2 separate regions of the Mus musculus genome follow, and region 1 is linked to region 2. The links are chromatin contacts, called in public promoter capture Hi-C maps. All regions are on one chromosome and are shown on one strand. The core of a region is the stretch at or near the end of the contact, and the rest is flanking DNA. Distances in the headings are between cores, read along the strand shown.

Region 1 (5,752 bases), core at 2,976-5,475, 1.4 Mb before region 2:
GACGAGAATAAGTGCCATGCCTCCCTTTCTATCCAGCAGTCACCGTTTGATTATGAACCCCAAACATTGGTCTCAGAGCCCCGTGTTATGGAAGCAGTAAAATGTGTTTATTGTCTCTTCCCAAGACTCCCTTTCAAGATCATTTTTCACTCTGAAATCTCTTCTGACTCCTGACTCCGCATCCCTCCTTTATTCCCACTGTTCCCACACACTTGCCTGGCCCCCTGCCCTGCCCCCTGCCCTGCCCCCCTCAGCCTTTACCTCAGGACTGCACCTTCTTATCTTACTGCCAGGACTAATGCTACTTCAAGCATACTGCAGTTCTTTAGTTAAAACAGGAGGATCCCAGATCTTGGTATTTTCGTAAGTGACTGAAAGTGCAAGGAACATCTCATCTGAGGACCGCACCCTGCGTTCATCAAAATTCAAGGGTCGCAAGCAACAGAAACCCAATCTGGAAGCACGAGAGGCATGAACCAAAGCATTGGCTTCAGAAACTATCTCAGGTCAGGCTATTGAGGAGAACCAGAGCATGCTCGCCCCATCTCATATTTCTTCCAGAATGTTACTGTGATTCTCTGCAACTTACTTCTATGTAGCTGAAACTGTGTCAGGTCCTGCTCTTTATATAGTAAGCATTGACTGTAGTTGGGAGGGAGATCTCTTCTGTTTCTTTTCAAAAATCCTGGACAGGATGAAATAGGCTTATCGTCCATCAGAGTCCATCAGCTATGTCATGGGGACAGTGAGATAGACAAAGGAGAGCCGTTATCACATCAGGAGGCCAGAGGGAGAGACCTGACAGCCTTGGAGTCGCTACCATCTTTCCCTGCTCTGCAGAGCATCCGTGTCTGTTTCCACAGGCCCGTGAGTTTGCCTCCCACCCAACCAGCGCACTTACTACCGTGTTGATCACTGTCCTGTGTCTGTGATAAGAAAGCACGAACAAGGAACTTATTGAACAAATAGCCTATTTGGGGGGCCTATGGTTCCAGAGGGACACGAATCCACCGCCACCGTGGCAGGGAAAGTAAGGTAGTAACAGAGGCAGAAACAGCTGAGAGCTCACAATTTGAACCAAAAACAGGAACCAGAGAGAGAGCCAGCTCAGAATGGCACCTGAGCTTTAAAACCACAGGGCTCACCCCAGTGTGGTTTCCCTCCTAAATCTAACCAAACAGGTTCACCAACTGGGTACTGCTTCGCTAAAAGCCGAAGAACTTGGGGGTGTCTCATCCAAACCACCACAGTTGCCTCGCGGTAAATGAAAATAATGGCGAAATGGTAAAAATATGGTGATCTTGGGCCTGACTTTGAGCCTAAACACTCGCAGTTGGAACGGTTGCCTAACCGGACAGCATTTCAAATTACCCCTTCGTTGTCTTTACCGGAAGGGGGACTTCGAGTCATGATTGGCTCCCTGCCGGTGAAACCTACTTAAGTGAGCCAAGTTGTCTACACTCTCACATGGGGGAAGGGGGGAAGAGTGCAAGGTGGCTGTGAGAAGTTAAAAAAAAAAATCACCTGCTACATAAACATATACAGAAAGACACCACTAGAACTTAGTAGGGCTACAGCGGTAACATATACCCATATCCTTCCAAGATCACTGAATGCCCTCAGGTACCACCTGGCCCTCGTTGAGTAGAACAACCAGACTGAGCTTATGTTAGGAAAAAGACTCCACACCACAGATTTCAGAAATTTAAAAAATATGACACTGTAGACTCCAAAACCAAGGGCAGCCCAAATCAGCATCCCCAGAGAGACGGCATCCGTACCCACGTTTGCAGTCCCAGCTTTCGCCTCTTCATGTGGTTTCCATGACTGAACACCATGAAAATCAATGGTTACTTTCATCAACGGCTTGTTGACGCTAGAGTTCCTTCTTGCTGTTGTAAAAACGTGTCAAGTTTTCACTCTTAAAAACAATTTTATGTCAAATTCGTTTTCAGAATAAATTAAGGCCCAAGTTAAAAGAGGAAATGAATTCTTGTTTTTAATTACATTAACATGGAGACATTCCCTATTTTAATTTTTATGGAAGCATTTTATAAATACCAAAACAGACCCAATTATTATCTTCATGTTTATATAGTCTATATTTCATCATTCAGGGACAGTCCATATTTTATAAACAAAGTCATTATTTGCTAGTGAACAAACAGGTAATTGTGATATATGCTTCAAAAATCACCTCTCTAAAAGGTCACCTACAGGTCATTTCAGGGAAAATGAATTTTTAACATTGATGAAATGCTTGAGACTTGAATCCAGGACCATGCAACAGCAGCATCGAAGGCTATAGTTTTAATTAATTAATCACATTCTTTTACTGTAGTTTTAATTAATGAATGAATGGTATTCTTTACTATATTCAAGAGGCTCAACTACAGTGGCAAGAGATTATTTTGTTTGATTTCAGTGAATCTGACTTAAAAAAAATGTTTTATTAGTTCTTCAATCATACTTTACTACCCTCAATTCTTCTGAGATCTGCCCTGTTTCTCCATTCACCCAACTATGTGCCTTTTGGCTTTTATTTTTTTAACATCAAGTTATTCTTGGATGTGTGATCTTCTGCTGGAGCAGTGTGGTTGTCTTACCAGGGGTTATATTCTTGGAGAAACCTGAGTGCCAATAGCTTCTTGGCTAGGGGTGGGATTTCAGGCCCACGTGGACTGGCAGAGGTCTTGTGTGTGACGTCACAACCTTGGTGAGTCCAATGTGCAGCTGCCCCAATGTTTCCCTGTAGCGTCCGTGCCTCTGGCTCTTACACTCTTTCCGGCCTCTCTTCCTCAATGACCCCTGAGCCTTAGGAAAGGGGACTATGGTATATATATTAACTTGAGGGCTGAATATTCTGCAGTGTCTTATTTTCTGTGCCTTTGGCCAGTAGTTGTGGCCAAATATATATTAATCTGCTCTGTAACCTAAAACGTCATGTCCCTCATATTTGGTCTGCCTGTGTGGTCTATTAGAGGTTGTTCAAACAACATAATACAGCTACCTACATAACTGTAGTTGAGTGACTGATTAAAGATCCAGAGCTACACACACTTCATTACTACCAGCTGTAACCAAATGTTCTTTCTCTCTCGCTTTCTGCAGTACAACGGAGCAGAGCTAGCCCATTGGGTCCCATGGTCAACGTGTCTTATTGAAGAGACTTTATAGTCATAGACAATTTTTGTTTCTTTTTCAGTCAGTTTTCAGAAACAAAAATCTACATTTACTTTTCTAACCAAGTCACACATTGAACAACCCCAAGTAAACTATATATATATATATATATATATATATATATATATTCTTGTTTTACAATCATTCTCCAGTTATGAAGACTATATTTTAAACTTATTTTTCCACGATTAAAGCTCACCAATTCATAGGAAATGATTTGCTAAAACAGGATCTGACAAGCTAGAGCTCACTTTTAAGAAGCAGTGCTGAGGCAAAAAGCTTGTTGCACAGGTGCCCTGAGGATGCCCTGAGGCCCGGTGCTGAGCTGCAGCAAGAGAGGCAGTTGGCTTTGCAAAGAGCTAGCAAATACCCAACTGTTGGGCTTCAGTCTCAAGGATAAGGGCAGGGAGACATAAAGCGTGGGCCATTTCTCCCTTAGCACCTCAGCCACAAGAACCACAGTCTAAAAAATCCTAACAGAACCCCTACCCTACCTCTGCTAACTGGTACTGGTAACTCAGTGGCTGACAGTCAGTGGGAGACTTGGGCAGGTTGGTCTTCAGGAAGGGAAATTCTAACAAAAGCAGACTCTGAAAGAAACTGTAAAGAGACCTGGGGTTAGCCCCACCTCTGTCACTTCCACGGCTTGGCTTCCAGCGTGACCTCTTTCTGGTTTTGCTCATCAGCAAACTGGGGACAGTTTTAGAGTTAGACATGGTGCTGTGTAGTTGGCAAGGGTGTTCTCTCTTGCCTTCCTCCCCCTCCCAGGGAACTCTTTGTTCTGTGTGGTTTGTGTCGACTTCCCAGACCTCAAAAGCTGACAACCCCTCAACAAAAGGCCTACCCTGGACTCGGCCACTTTGATTGGCGGCAGTTCTACGACACTCTTGTCTCTGTCATTTAACTGCATGACAAGAGCGGTTTTTTTGTTTGTCTGTTTGTTTGTTTTGTTTTTTTCCCCAAATTCTGAGAACACTAGCTGGCCTGGGAGGCCCCTTTCTTATTAACCAAAATAAAAACAAATTGCCACTAGATGGCACTGCTTGTTGTTGGTCAGAGACAAGGAACTCCTTTCTGTTCTGGGCAGGGAGGGGCCAATTTCACACATTACATCAAGATCTGAGAATCAAACAGACCCCACCTAGGAGCTGGGGAAATTACCTCCACAGGTTGTCTTTATCCAGAGGTGATTTTAAAGGAATATATTGTGTTTGGATGTCAATGTTCAAAGGCTCCAAGGCAGAAAATTCCATTTCAAAAGAAAGTGTGATTAATGAAGCCACATAAATCCTGCCGAGCCGGAGCCATGGCAGGGATCACACCACACAAATCAGACAGCTGGGAGCCTCTCTCACTTTCTCCTGTTCCCATTTCTACGTCGTCACTGCATCCCTTGCTTCCTCTTTTCTTCTTTGTCATTTTGTGAACACACGGATCACCAAATCCAAAACAGGAGGGATTTTGACCGGAACTCATGGCTGCAGCTGCCTTCAAGCTGGGGCCTGGTCATTTGTGCTTTCTGCTTTTCCCAAGAATTCCAAAGGCCGACAGAGGCAGTAACAACCACAGCCTCACTAACTGCCTGCCAAACCTGAGGCAAGTCTGGATCTTTACATAGCCCACTCTTACACAGAGACAAGACTGAACTGAAGGATACTGTAGCTCTATACTAGAAGGGTTTTAGATGAGGTCTTGGGGTATTTTAGTGTACCTCACTAGGAACTTTACCCCCAAATTTCCTTGAGACAATGATGTTTCTGCCTCTTCAGAATCCTGTGCTTTTATAGCTGCTACCTGTGGCCCATGCTCTCTCAGATTTTTCCATCCAGGTACACAGCCTTCTCTCTCTCTCTCTCTCTCTCTCTCTCTCTCTCTCTCACACACACACACACACACACACACACACACACATAGTTCACACATTTCTGCCTTACTTGCTGTACTTAGAGTCCCCTCAGTGCACTAGAGTCATAGTCTCCTCTAGTCTTTGGCATCTGCTTCCAAGAATGAATCCAGTTCCCAGAGTGACCGTGACAGAAGGTTACCATGCTATCTAGAGTAAGGGCCATGGTCAGTCTAGTTGTCAAACATTCGAGCCCTAGGGCAGATGCTCTATTTAAACAACAAGTTACTTGATGGGTGCCCATCATAGACAAATACCTTGGTCTCGTCTCACCTCTCTTTGTCTACATACATGATATGACTGGCAAATATACCCTACGGAAGGGATGTGTAGACAACCTGAGCAAGTAAAGCAACCGTACAGAGGGCAGAGTGAATGCAAACACTCACTATGCTCACTACGATCCTCGGTACTACAACTTGGTTTTTAAGTTTTTAAATTCTTGTGTGTGTCACTGGTGTGTCTGCCTGGGTACTTGCACCGTGGTGTGGCTATGGAAGTCAGAGCACTTTGTGGAGTCAGTCCTCTCTTTCCACCTTTATGTGGGTTCCGGAGGTCAAACCACATTGTTAGGCTTGCTCAGCAAGTACCTATAGTTGTTGGCCTTCTCAATGGCTTATAATTATTATAATTATCACCATTACAATATGCTAGGCACAATGGCAG
Region 2 (5,640 bases), core at 2,431-4,930:
TGCCTTTAGTAGGTAAAACACAGAGGGAGGTAATAAGCTGTTGTAAACTCTGCCTTCTGAAGGACTTGATGAAGTTCTCTTGAGAGTCTGTTTAGTTCTCATGACAAGATTGTTATAAAGGGATATCCCTGATCTCTCTCTCTCTCTCTCTCTCTCTCTCTCTCTCTCTCTCTCTCTCTCTCTCTCTCTCTCTCTCTCTCATGTGTGTATGTATGTGTGTGTGTGTGGTGTGGTGTGTGTGTTCTCTTTGCTCAATTACATGCGCACATACACTGTCCCTCCCCCTGCTGTGTAGTCTTCAGTATTCCTTACTACATTGACCTGATGCACAGCTGAGATCATGTCATAATCTTCACCTTATGAGACTGTCATCTAGATAAACTTTTCTCTAACACATTTGGCCTCTGGTATTTCATTATAGTAAAGAAAAATTGACTAATAAAGGGGCATGGTAGTTGAAGATAGAAATTAGAACTTAATCTGCCACTGGTATAGTTAATGGAAAGATTCTGAGTATAGAACGAGTTGAAAAGGAAATAACTTTTCCCCCTTGAGCTTGGGTGGAGATTTGCAGTATTAGTTCAAAGAACGGGGCACCATGCGAAATCTGGCCAACAGCCTTTGTAAGTTTACCCAGTGTTCTTCCCATAAACCATACTTCTCTTTGTCTTACCATCTTTTCTCATAACTCTCCACTTACCACATCTAGGGCAGGAATTCCAAATGAAGACCCTAGTGTCATAGATAGCATGCTAAATACATATGTGGCTTCTCTGTTGCTAACCTGTCCTTTAGCACATGGACTCAAGGAAAATGTATTCTCTCTCTCTCTCATATATACCCAAAGCTCTCCAAAGCTCTCCTCACCCAGCGCTCAAACATGATGCCCTTTATATACTTTAGTATGCCTTGTATTTATTGCCAGCATCTCAGCATCCGCCATGATCTAGAAGGAGAGCAATGTTCAATCTTGTCTGGCTCTCTGCCCTCTCTTTATATGGGTTGGAAACATAGCTTGCGTTGACACCCTCTGCCTGTCCACTGATCCCCGTCTTTCCGAGTGAAGACCCTTTGGTCTTACACTAAATCTGTCTGGGTCTACTTGGTCTCGCCCCAAAAGTTTACTCAGAAAATGGATTAAGGTTTTTTTTTTGTTTGTTTTTGTTTTTGTTGTTGTTGTTGTTGTTGTTTTTGTTTTTCTTATGGTTGACTGAAGAGCAAACACTGCTTTGTGTACACTGATGAAATCAAGCTTCCTAGAGAAGCTAGAATTGGGGTGACTTGTACGTGTTTGAGGGAAGCCACATGCAGAGAAGGAGTGTGCAGATAGAGAAGAAAGGTTTTGGGCATTCTAATGCTGTACACTGACCTGCAGAGCCTCCTTAGAAGCTGAGTTTCTTTCCTACTGTGTGGCATAGATTTCCTCTGGTCTACATGTGTCCCTGAGAACATGTGTGGGGCTCATTTGTTCAGTCTTCCCACTTCCTGTTCCAGCTTGCCTCAGTCTGCTGATTGAGTGAGAAGTAAATGCTTTTATCTCATTAGTACTAGGGACACCTATTGCTTAGCTTTGGGTTTTTGCTTAATTTTTGGTCTTTTTTTTTTTTTTTTAACTTTTCCAAACCTGATTGGCATAGACTGCTTTTCTCTAAGAAGACCTTGTCCTCACCAGGCTACCGTTAGCCTCTCCTTCAGACCCTTTGCCTGCATTCCTTTACCTTTCACATGTCCTCTGCTTAATGAGATCTTATGCCCTGAAGCGTGTCATGTGTAAAATATATGAATACAGAGTATAATGAACACACGTGCTGATATATTTTTACTTCTTTAAAATAAATAAAAAATCCTATATGGATTTCAAAAATAAAATGTTTGAACATTAGTTTAACACAGAGATGTGGGTTTTTTGAGGAACATCAAAATACCAAACACAGTAACATATCATAATAACTCTTCATTGAATGGTAAATATAATTTTCCGAATATCTTTGATAAAAAATATCTGAAGGGATTAAAGTTCATAGCACTATGTTTCTGGAAACCCACCTCTTTGGCTCCAGCCTTTCATGTGAGCGGCATGGAGGAAACTGCCAGTGTGGTGGGCAATGAGGATACAGAGTGAGGACCGGAGAGGAAAATGATAGATAGATCAGCAATGGCTACTTGCTAAGTTGCAACAAGTAGTCCAGGTGATGCTGAAAAGTCAAAATGAGAGTACAAACCAGTCCTTTGATGGTCCCTGTGTCTAACTGGCTGTTCTCACGGTGTACATCTTTGCACGTGTGTGTGTGTGTGTGTGTGTGTGTGTGTGTGTGTGTACGCGTGCGTGCGTGCATGTGTGTGTGCGTGCGTGCGTGTGTGCGTGCGTGTGTGTGTGTGTGTGTGTGTGTTTGTTTTTGTGGTTGTTTTATTCTGATTCTCTGCCATCTTTATTGTCAAATTTCACTAAACACTGGCCATGCACTATAATGTGAATATGCTAATATTCCAAGCTAAATGATTGTCATGTCTGAACATTCTTCACTGTCAATAAGATTAAACAGTCAGGCGGAACACTGTGGCACCTGACCTGCTATCCCAACACTAAGGAGGCTGAGTAAGGAGGATCACGAATTTGAGGTGAGCCTGGGCTGCACGACAAAACACTGTCAACAACAACAACAACAACAAAATAAGAAATAATTTAGTTCCCTACTTTTATAAATGAGTTGAGTTTTTTAAATTGTCAACAATATATTGTAAAAGCTACCATTGAAAACTGTTTTCTAGCAAGTGATTTTTTATTTAACTCAAGTGTTTGGAAGTAGGTTTTTCTAAAGGATTAAATAATTTAATATGACCTCACCCTGTTCTAAGTCAAGGGAATTAGCAGCCAAGCATTAAGGGTGCACATTGGAAGCTGGGGTGACCAGGATGAATGAAGAGCAGCTGGGGCTGTCATTAGCATGTGCTTAGCTGCACTCTCCACAATCCAGACATTAGACCCGCCCAGCTTCCAGCCATCAGTGTATACATTTCCACCAGGAGGATCCTGAGATTGCTCAACTTCTACTGTCTTCACAGGGCAGGTCTCCGCAGGTGAGCAGCTTTCCCAGCGATTGTGTGTATGACTCAGAGTTGCTCTAGTGGCTGTGCCCATAGCAGTGTGAGGCAAGTTCCCATAGAATATTGCCACATGATAGTATTGAGACACTTAGAGGGAAAATAAAAGAGACTAAGCCAAAGAGGTATTTTGATGACTGTTGTGTTTAGTATTGATATGCTAACACACACTTGGTTCAATATCTGTGTCATAGTGATTGCAGTATCAGGTTCTGCACTGATTTAAGGTTTGGACAGCTTACACAGCATGCGTGCACTCTCATCACTTAAAGCGTGTGGCACTAGAAAGCAATGCTCTGACTGAATGGACAGCAAAAACATAAAAATAAAAATGGGTGAACTTGAGGCTAGTGCTGGCCACCATTAATGTGTTTATTTATATGGGTGAGCTCATAATGTATGTTTCAAAGGAAACATTAGAAACAGAAAAGTTAGAATTATCTACAGTAAATAAAAATGATAGACAAGAAGCTATTACACCCACATTAAAATATTTGGCTCCCTGGGGACTGTCAGCCTCAGCCAGTGATAGTTTGCACATATACAGTGCAACAGTGACCCCATTAGGCAGAGTTTCTCTTCCTTTTCTACCTTTCCAGGTGGACAAAAGGAAGAGATGCAGGCAATTGGGCAAAATAGGGGTGTTTAGAATGTGCCAAGGAGGGAGGTGAGATTTTAGCATTATCGTCATAGTGCCAATGATATTTAGCAAGTTCTTACTCAATAACATAAATTATTGAATTTGAATAATCAAAATTCCTGAAGGACAAGCCATATCTCTACGGTCCCCGAGGATACCGGCATAAAGTTGTCTTTAATTAAATGTACTTGAAATTCTCTAAAGTAAACCCGGGAGAGAAACTAAAACAAATCCACTGAGGAAGTTGCACTTCTGAGGTCGAACCACTAGAGGGCAGGAGAGCCCTGCTACTTTTGTTTTGCAACAGTCCTCTGGACACTGAGCCCCTCACCACTTGCCCTTGCCTGGTCCCCACCTCATGACTGGTTAAATGGTCTCTGCAGAAAGGGTCTCCAATCTTATTTCTAAAGTACCAGGCCTTTACAGTTCCCCAGGGACTTGTACAGAAGCAGAAAGCAAGTATGTATTTTACAGATTACATTGTTTCTGCTTTTGTGGAACTTTGTTTTTTGCTCTGGAGAAAAAAAAGGATAGAGCCACAGGCTTACAAGGTTTGTCCTTCCTTCCTTCCTTCCTTCCTTCCTTCCTTCCTTCCTTCCTTCCTTCCTTCCTTCCTTCCTTCCTTCCTTCCTTCCTTCCTTCCTCCCTCCCTCCCTCCCTCCCTCCCTCCCTCCCTTCTTTCTTTCTTTCTTTCTTTCTTTCAGAAAAGACCAAATTAGCTAATTTTTTACAAATACCTTCTTTATGAAAATCTAATTTAAAATGGGACAGTTTTAAAGACAATTTTAAAATGTAGCTAATTGTATTCCAAACAAAATATTCCATATAAGAAAACTAAAAGAATATCCACACTAAGTGCCAATGCTCAGAAGCCAGACGTTTTATTAATATTACTACTACTTCACAGAATTTTTAAATTACTTTGAAAGCACATTTTATGGTTTTCTTTTCCCACCCTCTCAATAGAGCTTTCATTCTGATAGGATGAGAGATTTGGTGGATTTTTTCCTGACTTAAGGTGAAGTCGGCTTGAGTGTCGCTTCAGGGCTTTAGTGGAGAGGATTTAAAGAAGCCGTTGTTCTCCTCCTTCGCTGACCTTCAGCCTCCTCTTGGTAAGTTTCATCTCTGGAACAAACAGAAATAAGCTTATCTGGCATCTTTGGCTTGGGACACTTAGAGTTACGCTTCTACAGACATATGAGCCTACTAAGTTTTCTTGCTGTAGAAGAGTATGATTTGAAAAACATTTTTTTTCCTTATAGAGAACATGCACATAAAACTATACTCTAGTCTTAGGCCCTTAGGATCACCAAAATAGTCTTCATTCTGTTTAATGGCAATTTGTATCCATTGAACATGGTAAATTCTGAAAACTAAGGCATGTTATCCCTGTGTGATAAGAGCCAAGGTTCACTAAATTAATAAACATCCAGTATTATTAACACTCCTGGTACCTTCTTAGTTTTTGTTAAAGTCTCCCCTCTTCACAGAAGTGCTTCCTGACACTTTACATTAAGTGGGTTTTAAGCAGAGATGACAGCTAATACTGTACTGTGTCAAACAGTGCCTTCAATTTCTAGCAAAAGTAATGCATTTTTACAAAATCCTTCTTTGTTTTCTCCCAATTTTTCTTTGGTAGCCCCATGATCTTAGTGCTCTGTCTTTCAGTAAGGGATTAAAAGCATGCAGGGTGTATACGTAGCCCCGGGCAACTTCCTGGAAGGCTTTGCTGAAGTCCCCTTTTAAGCTTAGGGCTCCTGGCTCAGCTTAGCTTTTTCTCTTAATGTGTAAATCGACTATTACTCACTCTGAAGTTCAGTCTACACTGATCCTTAGGAAACTGCAAGAATACAGTAGTAAAACAGAAAACAAACAAAGCAAAAGCAAAACAAACAACA

Evidence for each region. Promoter capture Hi-C pulls out the DNA fragments that hold promoters and counts their contacts.
Region 1: a promoter capture Hi-C map of hippocampal neurons shows a contact between it and region 2, with 5 times the contacts expected there. The contact joins two enhancer-like sites. A contact is called at or near these places in 1 of 39 promoter capture datasets (hippocampal neurons), 5 of 484 Hi-C or Micro-C datasets (3T3-L1-derived adipocytes, cerebellar granule neurons, cerebellum and 2 more) and 1 of 115 datasets of contacts at active chromatin or transcription factors (T-cell acute lymphoblastic leukemia).

The regions. Positions count from the first base shown.
Region 1 is chr4:82,612,839-82,618,590 of GRCm38.p6, reverse strand. No RefSeq gene overlaps it. Among named protein-coding and RNA genes, the nearest start is that of n-THgtg10, 4.0 kb to the left of the region's middle. Within about 2 kb of position 4,225, at least 47 of the 459 cell types and tissues checked have an H3K27ac peak or open chromatin away from gene starts, as enhancers often do. A contact at or near this core is called in hippocampal neurons, where this site is marked.
Region 2 is chr4:81,250,536-81,256,175 of GRCm38.p6, reverse strand. No RefSeq gene overlaps it. Among named protein-coding and RNA genes, the nearest start is that of Gm25803, 85 kb to the left of the region's middle. Within about 2 kb of position 3,680, at least 17 of the 459 cell types and tissues checked have an H3K27ac peak or open chromatin away from gene starts, as enhancers often do. A contact at or near this core is called in hippocampal neurons, where this site is marked.